3 separate regions of the Mus musculus genome follow, and all the other regions are linked to region 2. The links are chromatin contacts, called in public promoter capture Hi-C maps. All regions are on one chromosome and are shown on one strand. Each heading gives the region's core, a stretch centred on a gene start, on an enhancer-like site or on the middle of the called end of the contact. The rest is flanking DNA. Distances are from core to core; before and after follow the strand shown. Region 1 holds the start of Mfng (MFNG O-fucosylpeptide 3-beta-N-acetylglucosaminyltransferase). Region 2 holds the start of Tmprss6 (transmembrane serine protease 6). Region 3 holds the start of Foxred2 (FAD-dependent oxidoreductase domain containing 2).

Evidence for each region. Promoter capture Hi-C pulls out the DNA fragments that hold promoters and counts their contacts. Capture Hi-C pulls out chosen DNA fragments and counts their contacts.
Region 1: a contact with region 2 is called in a promoter capture Hi-C map of liver, with 2.7 times the contacts expected there. The contact joins the promoter of Mfng here to the promoter of Tmprss6 in region 2. A contact is called at or near these places in 5 of 39 promoter capture datasets (the 3T3-L1 cell line, the SN4741 cell line, embryonic stem cells and 2 more), 1 of 484 Hi-C or Micro-C datasets (bone marrow-derived macrophages), 3 of 115 datasets of contacts at active chromatin or transcription factors (large pre-B cells, memory CD8 T cells and pancreatic cancer cells) and 4 of 9 other capture datasets (adipose tissue, embryonic stem cells, liver and 1 more).
Region 3: a contact with region 2 is called in a promoter capture Hi-C map of stem cell-derived epiblast-like cells, with 4 times the contacts expected there. The contact joins the promoter of Foxred2 here to the promoter of Tmprss6 in region 2. A contact is called at or near these places in 1 of 39 promoter capture datasets (stem cell-derived epiblast-like cells) and 1 of 115 datasets of contacts at active chromatin or transcription factors (bone marrow-derived macrophages).

What each region holds. Positions count from the first base shown.
Region 1 is chr15:78,771,584-78,774,938 of GRCm38.p6, reverse strand. Mfng (MFNG O-fucosylpeptide 3-beta-N-acetylglucosaminyltransferase) reads left to right here and starts at 1,494. Exons shown (of 8, transcript NM_008595.2): 1 at 1,494-1,921. The coding sequence starts at 1,667.
Region 2 is chr15:78,467,381-78,470,492 of GRCm38.p6, reverse strand. It overlaps Tmprss6 (transmembrane serine protease 6), which reads left to right and starts at 1,859. Exons shown (of 18, transcript NM_027902.2): 1 at 1,859-2,067.
Region 3 is chr15:77,955,113-77,958,081 of GRCm38.p6, reverse strand. It overlaps Foxred2 (FAD-dependent oxidoreductase domain containing 2), which reads left to right and starts at 1,360. Exons shown (of 9, transcript NM_001017983.2): 1 at 1,360-1,515; 2 at 1,993-2,493. The coding sequence starts at 1,994.

The DNA of each region.
Region 1 (3,355 bases), core at 245-2,744, 300 kb before region 2:
GGGGGGCCCTCAGCCCGGCCTTCCTCATCAACAGAGTGTCCTCTGCTCAGGTCACTTGAAGCCAGGAGGCCAGGAGTGGCTTAAGGAGCCTGGCAAATTGTGGGTGTGTGGCTGTCCCCAAGAGACAGCCCCCAGAGTGAGCATGGTTACCTCCGGGGGAGCAGTCTAGAGAGACAGACTGGAAGAGGTGTCCTTGGGCTTTGAGGTTAGAATTTCACTTACAAAAATGTTCACTGTGTGTGTGTGTGTGTGTGTGTGTGTGTGTGTGCGCGCGCGCATGCAATAGCAAGAGTGCACTGTGTATATAAGGTTCAGGAGCCGTTCTCCCTTTTTGTCATGTGGGTCCTGGGAATCAAACTCAGGCAGTCAGCGTGTCAGCAAGCTGCCTTTTCTGCTGAGCCCTCTCACCTCTCACCTGCCCCGAGATCCCTTTAAGGAATTTGCTATGGTGATGCACACCTGTCAGATGTGCATGCACACAACTTGCTGTGGCAACACACACAAGGCCAGGGAACAACTTGCTGGAGGGGGCATGTCCCTGGGAATTGAACTCAGGTCCATCCACAGGCTTGGTGGCAAGCACCTTCACCTGCTGAGCCATCTTGGAGTCCCTCACCATCATTTCGTAAATGATAGAGGTATCTTGTCGACAGCCATACAGCCAGGTTGTGGCCCTAGCTGGGATCTGAACCCAGCCCCAAGCCTAGGCTTTTCCTTGGTGGCACTGTTCTGAGGAGGTGAGCTGTGAAGGGGACAGGCTGAGGCTGACACCTCATTGTCCTAGTGCTCCAGGAGCCTTTAGCAGGCTTAGATCCATTCACAGCCACCAAGCACTTTCCTGTGCTTAATTAACATAATTAACAAGTATTGATCAAGTGCCCAGTATGTACCAGGTACCGTACTGGGTTCTGGATAGTCAACAAAAGAGAATACCCCCTGCCTCAGTAGTATCATAAGTAAGACAATAAATATGTAAAATACACCATACAGCAAGAAGTTAGAAGGGTCTAGGCTTGGGGGCTGGGAAGGAGGGCTGTTTAAAATGGGCAGGAAAAGCCTCATGGCAGAAATAATGTCTGTGTAAAGATTCAAAGAAAGCAAGAATCTAGGCAGCATGCTATGGTGGGCATGGCCCTGTGATAGATGTAGGCCTGATGCATGGTGGATGATGGGAAGGGCCAGCAGGAGGGAGAATGAGCCAGGACCTGAGGCTGGCTGGACAGGATCCTGGCTATTCTAGGAGCCAGAGAAAGGACTGTGAGGCATAGGAAGGCTGGAGTGGCTTCTTCCCACCTCGTGGAGGGTTTGGTGTGGCTGCAGCAGCTGGCAGGGCCCTGTGCCTCTTCCAGTGGGTGGCTCCCAGCAGCTGCCTCTGGGGCTTCCCAGGCCTAGCCCCGCCCCTCGGGCTGAGGCAGGGGCGGGGCCAGGAGCTAAGTGGCCCGGAGGGAGGGCTGAGGAGCAGGTGGCGGGCTGGTGGCCTCTGCCGGCTGGCAGGACGGTGGTGGCTCAGTCTCTGGGTCCAGAGACCCAGCTTCCTCCTTTCCCGTTGGTGTGTGCCCCCGATGCCTGCCAGACTTTTGCCTGTACCAGGGCCCCCTCCTGACCAGCCTCCCACCCCAGACTGATTGGGGAGTCGGGGGCTGAACTGTCTGGGGGCCTGCTACCAATGCACTGCCGACTTTTTCGGGGCATGGCGGGAGCCCTCTTTACCCTCCTGTGCGTGGGGCTCCTGTCTCTACGATACCACTCAAGTTTGTCCCAGAGGATGATACAGGGCGCGCTCAGGCTGAACCAACGGAACCCAGGACCCCTGGAGCTGCAGCTAGGCGACATCTTCATCGCAGTCAAGACTACCTGGGCCTTCCATCGCTCCCGCCTGGACCTGCTACTAGACACGTGGGTCTCCAGGATCAGGCAACAGGTGACAGGCGGGGGCTGCCTTGAAGTCTGAGAGAGCACTCCTGGCTGGGGGGCTCCCAGGGGTCTTCCTGGTGGTCTGGGGAAAAGCTGACCACCAGGGAGTGGTTCCTTCTGGGGTCTCTCCACTTCTTCCGTGCCCACCCCCATCCCCACTGCCACACTCCAGGGCCTCCTTAGACTCACAGGTCTATCTCTGTTGGGTTCCATGTGGCACCTCTGTCCTAGGCTCCTCTTGGGTCCCCCTCATCTCCTAGATTCTTGACCCTAACTTGCCTGAAGATTCTGGTGGGTGTTAAGGTGAAAACCCACCAGGACCGAGTAGCTGCGCACCTCAGCTCTGGGCATGGATGGGGCTGTGTGAGGCAGGGGTGTGATGTGGATGCTGGAGAGACATGGAGGTGGGGCCTGCTTGAGGGAGGCTTCCTCTCAGTTCCTGCCCTGCTGTGCTGCCCAGGGTGTGAGGGCCCTGTCTAGCTTCTCCGTTTCCTGTGCTGTGGTTGGGATGGGAGGCAGTGGGTGAGGTCGTGTGGGCTGGAGGTCAAGGTGAGGGGAGATCTGCCAAGGCATATGGAATGTGTGTGTGTGTGTGTGTGTGTATACCTGTGCTCATACACAGGGCTAGGCATGCTAAATACAGTAATAAGAAGGCATGAGAGTAATGAGTGTGTTTCCTGAAAGCAGAGTCTCTCTCCCCATACTCAAGACCCCATCAAGCAAAGCCAGGGATGGGTGTGGGTATGGGGGGCATTGGGGACCACGTCAGGGGAGGTAGCAGAACTCATGCACTTGTGCACACACACACTATGTCCCCATGGTGGCTGCTGGCTCTGTGAGCGGAAGTGACTGAGCCTTTGGTGGGGAGGCCAAGGAGAGGAGGTAGTTTAGTGAGGGAGAGGTGGGGGTACCTGAAAAGGATGCCCTCCCCCTCCCCGTTTCCTGGCATAATGTCCGGTACAGGCATGAGTTCTTCCCTGGTAGAGCTCCCTGTAGCCCCCAACCCCTCCCCCCCAGCCTCCCCCCTTCTTGTCTGGAGGAGACCGTGGTTCCTCCACGGAAGCCAGCAGGGCTGGCCCTCCGCACAGACCTTCCTGTTTATGAAGCTGCGTCTGTGTGTACCAGGGAGTAAAGCCTCACATGGTCCCTGGCGCTTTCCTGTCGTCTTGCTCACGGCGATGGTGCCCTTGCCCTGAAAGGAAGGGCTGGCCAGAGTCACCCAGGAGGCCTATGGGGCATAGCACAGAGGTACACCCTCTCCGCTTCTCAGCTGGGCCCCTTCTCTACCAGGTCTCAAGATCAGAGCTGCCAGGGTTACTGGGGTACGGCCGGTCCAGGGCCACCGGCTGCGAGGCTGGTGCCTAAATGTGTGTCCTAGGTTCTCCCAGCGGCCAATCAGGCACCCAGGTCCAAGGTGCCAGCTTCTCTAAGAGGCTACACC
Region 2 (3,112 bases), core at 610-3,109:
TACTGGGCTGGGAATTCGTGTTGAGGGAAGAATGGACCCTCACAGGTCAAGGGTCAGGCCCACATGTTCAGACAAGGACCCAGACAGGGCTGTCAGGGGACAGTAAGGAGAGCCACCTTCACGCTGAGTCATACCCAGCTACAAGACCTTTCCATTCCCACCATGCTAGGCTTTCACGAACCGTTTTCTTGTTGGCCCAGACAGGGCTAATGGCGCCAATGAAACATCCAGGGATCATGACTTGGGGCCAGGGATCCACCCTGCTTCCTCTAGCCCAGAATGGCCTATGTCCACTGACCATGCTGCCGGCATCTCAGAGCAGGCATTTCTTCACACTCTCTCCACACTCAGTTCACCCTCCATAGCTTCCCATACTGCCCCTCACGCCCCGTGCACATCTCTTGCTCCATCTGTGCCTCACAACCCATGTCCGTCTCACTCTGTGGACAGGCACATACCCACTTACGCTCACACGCAGATCCCCACGCTCCACGGCCTACACAGACCCACTCCACCCTACAGGCATGGCTATCATCCATTTGATTTTTACACGCCCCAGATATACATTCTTAACATACATCATCTGTCCACACATATACTCTACACTGTACACATATTTCCTACATGCCTGGTGTGCACGCACCAACACACACACACACACACACGCACACACATGGGGAAACACATGTTCACAGCACACTGAGCCTCAAATTCACACACAGTTCTCTACAGGAACCCCTGGCTCACACCATGTGACCTGGCCGGTAGCTCTCCTTACCATCATGCCCTGACAGCTCTTGCTTGGGCCCTTGCCCAAACTTGTAGGTCTGACCCTTGACCCTGTGAGGGTCCATCCTTTCCTTCCCAGCTTGCACACTCTCTTTCCTCGCTCCCCAGTCTCCAGCTGCTACATGGTGATCACGTGTCTGGGTGAGACTCAGTCCCTCTGCAGCAGCACTGTCCCATCTAATTCTAACATGAGCCTCGCTTGTCGCCTCAGTTTTCTAGATCCCATCAAAACACAGAAAAGTAGGTGGGACTCATCTTTGCACAGCTCCTCTAGCCCAAGAGAGCAGCCAAGCTAACATTTCAATCTGCAATCAGTACCCAAATGAGCAATGCAACGACTGACTTTTTTTTTATTTATTTATTTTTCTTGGGTATTTATTTCATTTACATTTCCAATGCTATCCCAAAAGTCCCCAACACACTCCCCCACCCACTCCCCCACCCACCCACTCTCACTTCTTGGCCCTGTCGTTCTCCTGGAATGAGGCATATAAAGTTTGCACGACTAATGGGCCTCTCTTTCCACTGATGGCCAACTAGGCCATTTTCTGATTCATATGCAGCTAGAGACATGAGCTCCAGGGGGTTACTGGTTAGTTCATAATGTTGTTTTTCTTGCTCATGATCTGGAACGTGTCTTACCTAAGAGCCCATCTCTGCTCATTCTGGCTCTATTTCATGTCCAAGGGACATGTGTGGCCAGTGGACAGCAGGGTTTTGTAGAATACCAGTAATTCCTAGATTCATGGAAGAGAGTGTCAAGTGCACCTCTCCCCCGGCCCACTTCTCTCCTATCCCCAGAAGTCACGGGCCCAGGACTTTCTGGCCAGTGTCAGCTGTGTGAGCCCCTGTTCTCACCTGAATCTGCCTCTGCAGTTTCCCATTCACCCTGTTAGGGGACCAGGGGCTGTAACCAGGCAGGAATATCACCAAGCAACAGGCCCCGGGGGAGAGCTCAGGTCTCCTGCTCCTGCAGGTCCAGCCCCCTGGGCACCCATGGGGCAGGGCGGGGTTAGAGAGGCGGGCACTAACTACTTGCCTCCTGCCTCCTGCCTGTTTACCTGTGTTCAGTTTCATTGTCGCCCTGGACCTGACAGGAGAGGCCCATGGAACTTGGGGCCACAGGCCACAAGGGACAAGGGCCAGACACCCCAGCCATGGCTCCAGGCCATTGATCCAACCTAAGCTGGCCAGTTGGGGGTGGAAAGACCTTGGCCTGGATAAACAGAGGCCTCCAGGCCTGTGTGCAGGCCCGGCACCTACCTTCCACTCTTGAAGGTAAGCAGGGGCCTCTGGGACAGAGAACCAGGATCTCTGGTCAATAGCCTGGTGACTAGGCCTTTGAACGGCTTGCAGGGGCTCCTCGGCCAGAGTGACCTGGCATAGAGGCCACAGGGTGCACCAAGCTGCTGTTGGGGAAGGTTAGGTGGAGCGAACCTAGCGCAGCTGAGGGTGCAGGGTACCAGAGGGCTTCCAGGGACCCGGTGGCCTGCGATTCGGGTGTGCAGAGAAAGGGGAGGCCCAGTGTATGGACCTGGTTGCCTAATTTCTCATTTCATATACAACTTCACATCCCAGGCTTTCTGGAGAGCAAGAGAGAGCCCAAGCCCTAATCTGTATCCATGTGGGATCTACACACAGGACTCTTGGCTTGTAGCCTGGAGCTGGTGTGTGTGTGTGTGTGTGTGTGTGTGTGTGCATGTGTGTGTGCAGGTATGTGTACGTGTATTCATGTGTTCGTGCCTGTATGTGCGTGCGCGCATGCATGCATCTCCATCTCTACACATCTGGAGGTGGGTGCACATGGGTCATGTGTGTGGCCAGAGCTCCTAACCATCCCTTCCCCATGGCTCACACTCAGGCCCCTAGCTTCAGTGGTTCACAGCAGGGCTTCCGCTAAGTGCCAAGATGTACTTCCCATGTCCTTGGGTCAGAGTCCCGACTTGGGCCTTCTGCCAGTCTTAGGGAATTCATCTCCCAGGACTTTTGATTCACCAACCACTAAAAGGAGGAGACATTGAAGCAAACAGCCAAGGTTGCTGGAGGTGAAATGGGCTTGTGTGTTGCCGTGCAGTCCATGACTGGAGTGGAACTCTCACACTGTGGTCAAATCCAGATCTCCACTGTGCTACCTGTGAGCTCAGCCCGCAGAGGGTGGACAAGGCTCTCCACTGTCAAGAGGGTGGAAGAGGGTGCAGAGCTGTTGCCCAGTCTACCAGGGGAGAAGATTGTGTCCTTCAAGGGTCTCCACATTATGCATGGGTCAGAGAGCACACCCACCTGGTCAGTTGCACTGATGGGGGGGTGGGGAGCGACTTTTGAG
Region 3 (2,969 bases), core at 111-2,610, 510 kb after region 2:
TGCTGAGCAGAAACCTTGGCGTTTCTGAGAATCTCAGACTTGGAGCAGCCCTGACTGAGATTTTAATGTAGAGTGCAAACAACATAAAATAGTGTGACAAATGTCTTGGGCTTCAGGAGTGGCCCAGAATCCAGATCCCTTGGTCCAATCCACCTACAAGAAGCTCCTGTAGCCCTGCGCTGTGGGCTGTAGATCAATGGCTGGGAATCCTGCACCTTAGCCAGGCGTGGGGCTCCTGATCATTCCATTTCCATCACCAAAGGCAGACCAACTTTCTAGTTCCTTTTGGTGCCTGCCCATCCTCTCCACAGTATCTATGAAATGCTCGGCTTTATTTTCGGTGAGATACCTTGTCTACCCAGGATAGCTCCAAACTAAACCTGTGGGCTGAGGTCTCCACAATGACAATAAACTAAAGTTTATGTCTGCCCCCAGGGCGGATTTCTTTAGTGCAGGCTCTAAAGAAAACACCAGCATTCCGGGTGTGCTTTCTTTCACCAGGAAAATCATAAACGTAAATTTCTAAGGGCAAATGAGGGAAGCTGCAAGTGGGCGGGGTTCCGATTAGGCTTCCAGGAGCAAGGCTCCTTTTTAATGGGAAGCAGCTACAGTCACGCAAAGCTGGTAAAGTCCTTCCCAGATGTTTTTCCTAAGAACCCTCAGCTTCTGCATCGCCTTGTGAAGGTCGCTATCCTTTCCTCCAAAAGGCACACAGTATTCTAATTAGCCAGGTGAGTAACTTGGTCTAGGGAGCTAGCCTGAATATTCAAATCCTCCTTCCTACACAGAATTGCAGTTTGAGCCTCTGGGTTGGGGAGTTTGAAGCAGGATTTCACACAGTCCTCTTGTCTCAGTCTCACGATTGCTGGACATACAAGAGTGAGCCACTATGCTGTCTCAAAACCCACTTAGCTTTATCTTTGTTTTATGCAAACCTTGTCACTTTGTATTGACGAGTCAGTTACAAAGTGCTGGGAATCGCTTCCCTTGGCCACCCTTCGTACAACTGAACGATCAAGACTCTAAGACAATAATTGGTTCATCTGTCTTGGCCTCTCCTCAGTCCCACAAAATTGACTGGCCAATTAGGTTCAGTCTTCTACAGTAATAAAGGGATATAAATGGCAAGGTTTTCTCCAAAAATCTCTCATCTTCTGGCACAAGGATTAGTACAAATCAAAAGGAAGGGCCAGGCGTCCCATCATGGACCTGCTGTTCCCCAAGGCACCTCTACCCTCAGAAACAGCGCTCACAGCACGTGTGCGCCACTCGCGCCCCGGCCGCCCCACCAGTCCCGGCGTGCTGCGCGTGGCACACGTGACCCGCCCCCTGCTATTGGCCCGGAGTGGGGAGGGGCGTGGCCGCTGTGGCGCGAGTCAGCCGTAGCTTCCCTCCACTGCAGCCTGTCGTGGGAGCATCGCTGGGCTACCGGTGGCGGCAGCGTGCGGGTCGGAAGCTCAGCCTGGGGACCGCGCACGCGCCAGAAGCAGTGCGGGATAGCGGAGACCGCGGCAGGTGTGCTGGGGCATCCTCACGTGATCCGGGGGGCTGGGGCGGGGCCTTAGAAGCCACACCTCCTTCAGGGTCCCGTACCCCCACCCCCAGGGTGAAAGGTGGGTAGACCAACCAGAACCTCTGAAGGGTCCACCTGGGAAGACCTCCTCCCAAAATGCAGGGCACATCCAAAATGAGTGGAAATTGGGGAAACTGCCTCTCCTTTGGGGTGGAAATTACCATGACAATAAGGGAGTCTGACACCCTAGGAAAGTGGACTATGGAGATGAGCTGGGGATTCAGAATTCCTGTGGGCCCTTGATCCTACCTGAAAGAGATGGAGACGGGATAGATGAGCCCCTAGGTCCCGGGGTTCAGTACTAGCCCCGCTCCAGATCCCTGGGAGGCTCAAGCGCCTGGTTTCTCGTTCCTCGGGAAAGCCGGCTGTCACCAGCTGCCAGCCACGAGGTGCGAGGCCTCTCCTCTACTGTGCTGCAGGATGGGTCCCTCGGGGCTGCTGGTGGCCCTAGCCTTGCACCTGGCAGTGTGTTCCCGTCCGCACCGGGACTACTGCGTCCTGGGCGCCGGTCCTGCGGGCCTGCAGATGGCCGCCTTCCTGCATCGAGCCGGCAGGGACTACGAGGTATTCGAACGCGAGTCCGCACCTGGCAGCTTCTTCACTCGCTACCCGCGCCACCGCAAGCTCATCAGCATCAACAAGCGGCACACGGGCAAGGCCAACGCCGAGTTCAACCTCCGCCACGACTGGAACTCGCTGCTCAGCGACGACCCACACCTGCTCTTCAGACACTACTCGCAGGCTTACTTCCCCGACGCCAGCGACATGGTGCGCTACCTGGGTGACTTCGCGCGGCGCCTGGGGCTCCATGTGTTATACAACACAAACATCACCCATGTGACCCTGGACAAGGATCCACAAGCCTGGAACGGCCATTACTTCATTCTGACGGACCAGAAGGGCCAGGTTTACCAGTGCAGGTAAGGAGCCTCAGGACACAGCCGAATTGGCCTCGAGATTGGAGAGAATGAGAAAGGGGCTACTTCTTGCTCCCAATGGGGTTCAGTGCCAAGCAAAACTTTTTTAAGGTGCGTCCTTACAAAGCTGTGGCTGAGTATGTTTGGGGAAATCTAGCAATTTATCGTACAGGATTTGCCAGGCTCTATTGCCTTCGCCATGGTCCTGTGGTGTTGAATACTGCCTGTGAGCTTAGCTTATAGCCAGCAACCCATGCAGGCAGGTCCAGCCTTTTGACACTACTACACTACATATTCTTTCTTTCACTACTACTCTTTCTTTCTCTCTCTCTCTCTCTCTCTCCCTCCCTCCCTCCCTCCCTCCCTCCCTCCCTCCCTCTTTCTTTCTTTCTTTCTTTCTTTCTTTCTTTCTTTCTTTCTTCCTTTTTCCAAGACAGGGTTTCTCTGTGTAGCCCTGGCTGTCCTGGAACTCATTCTGT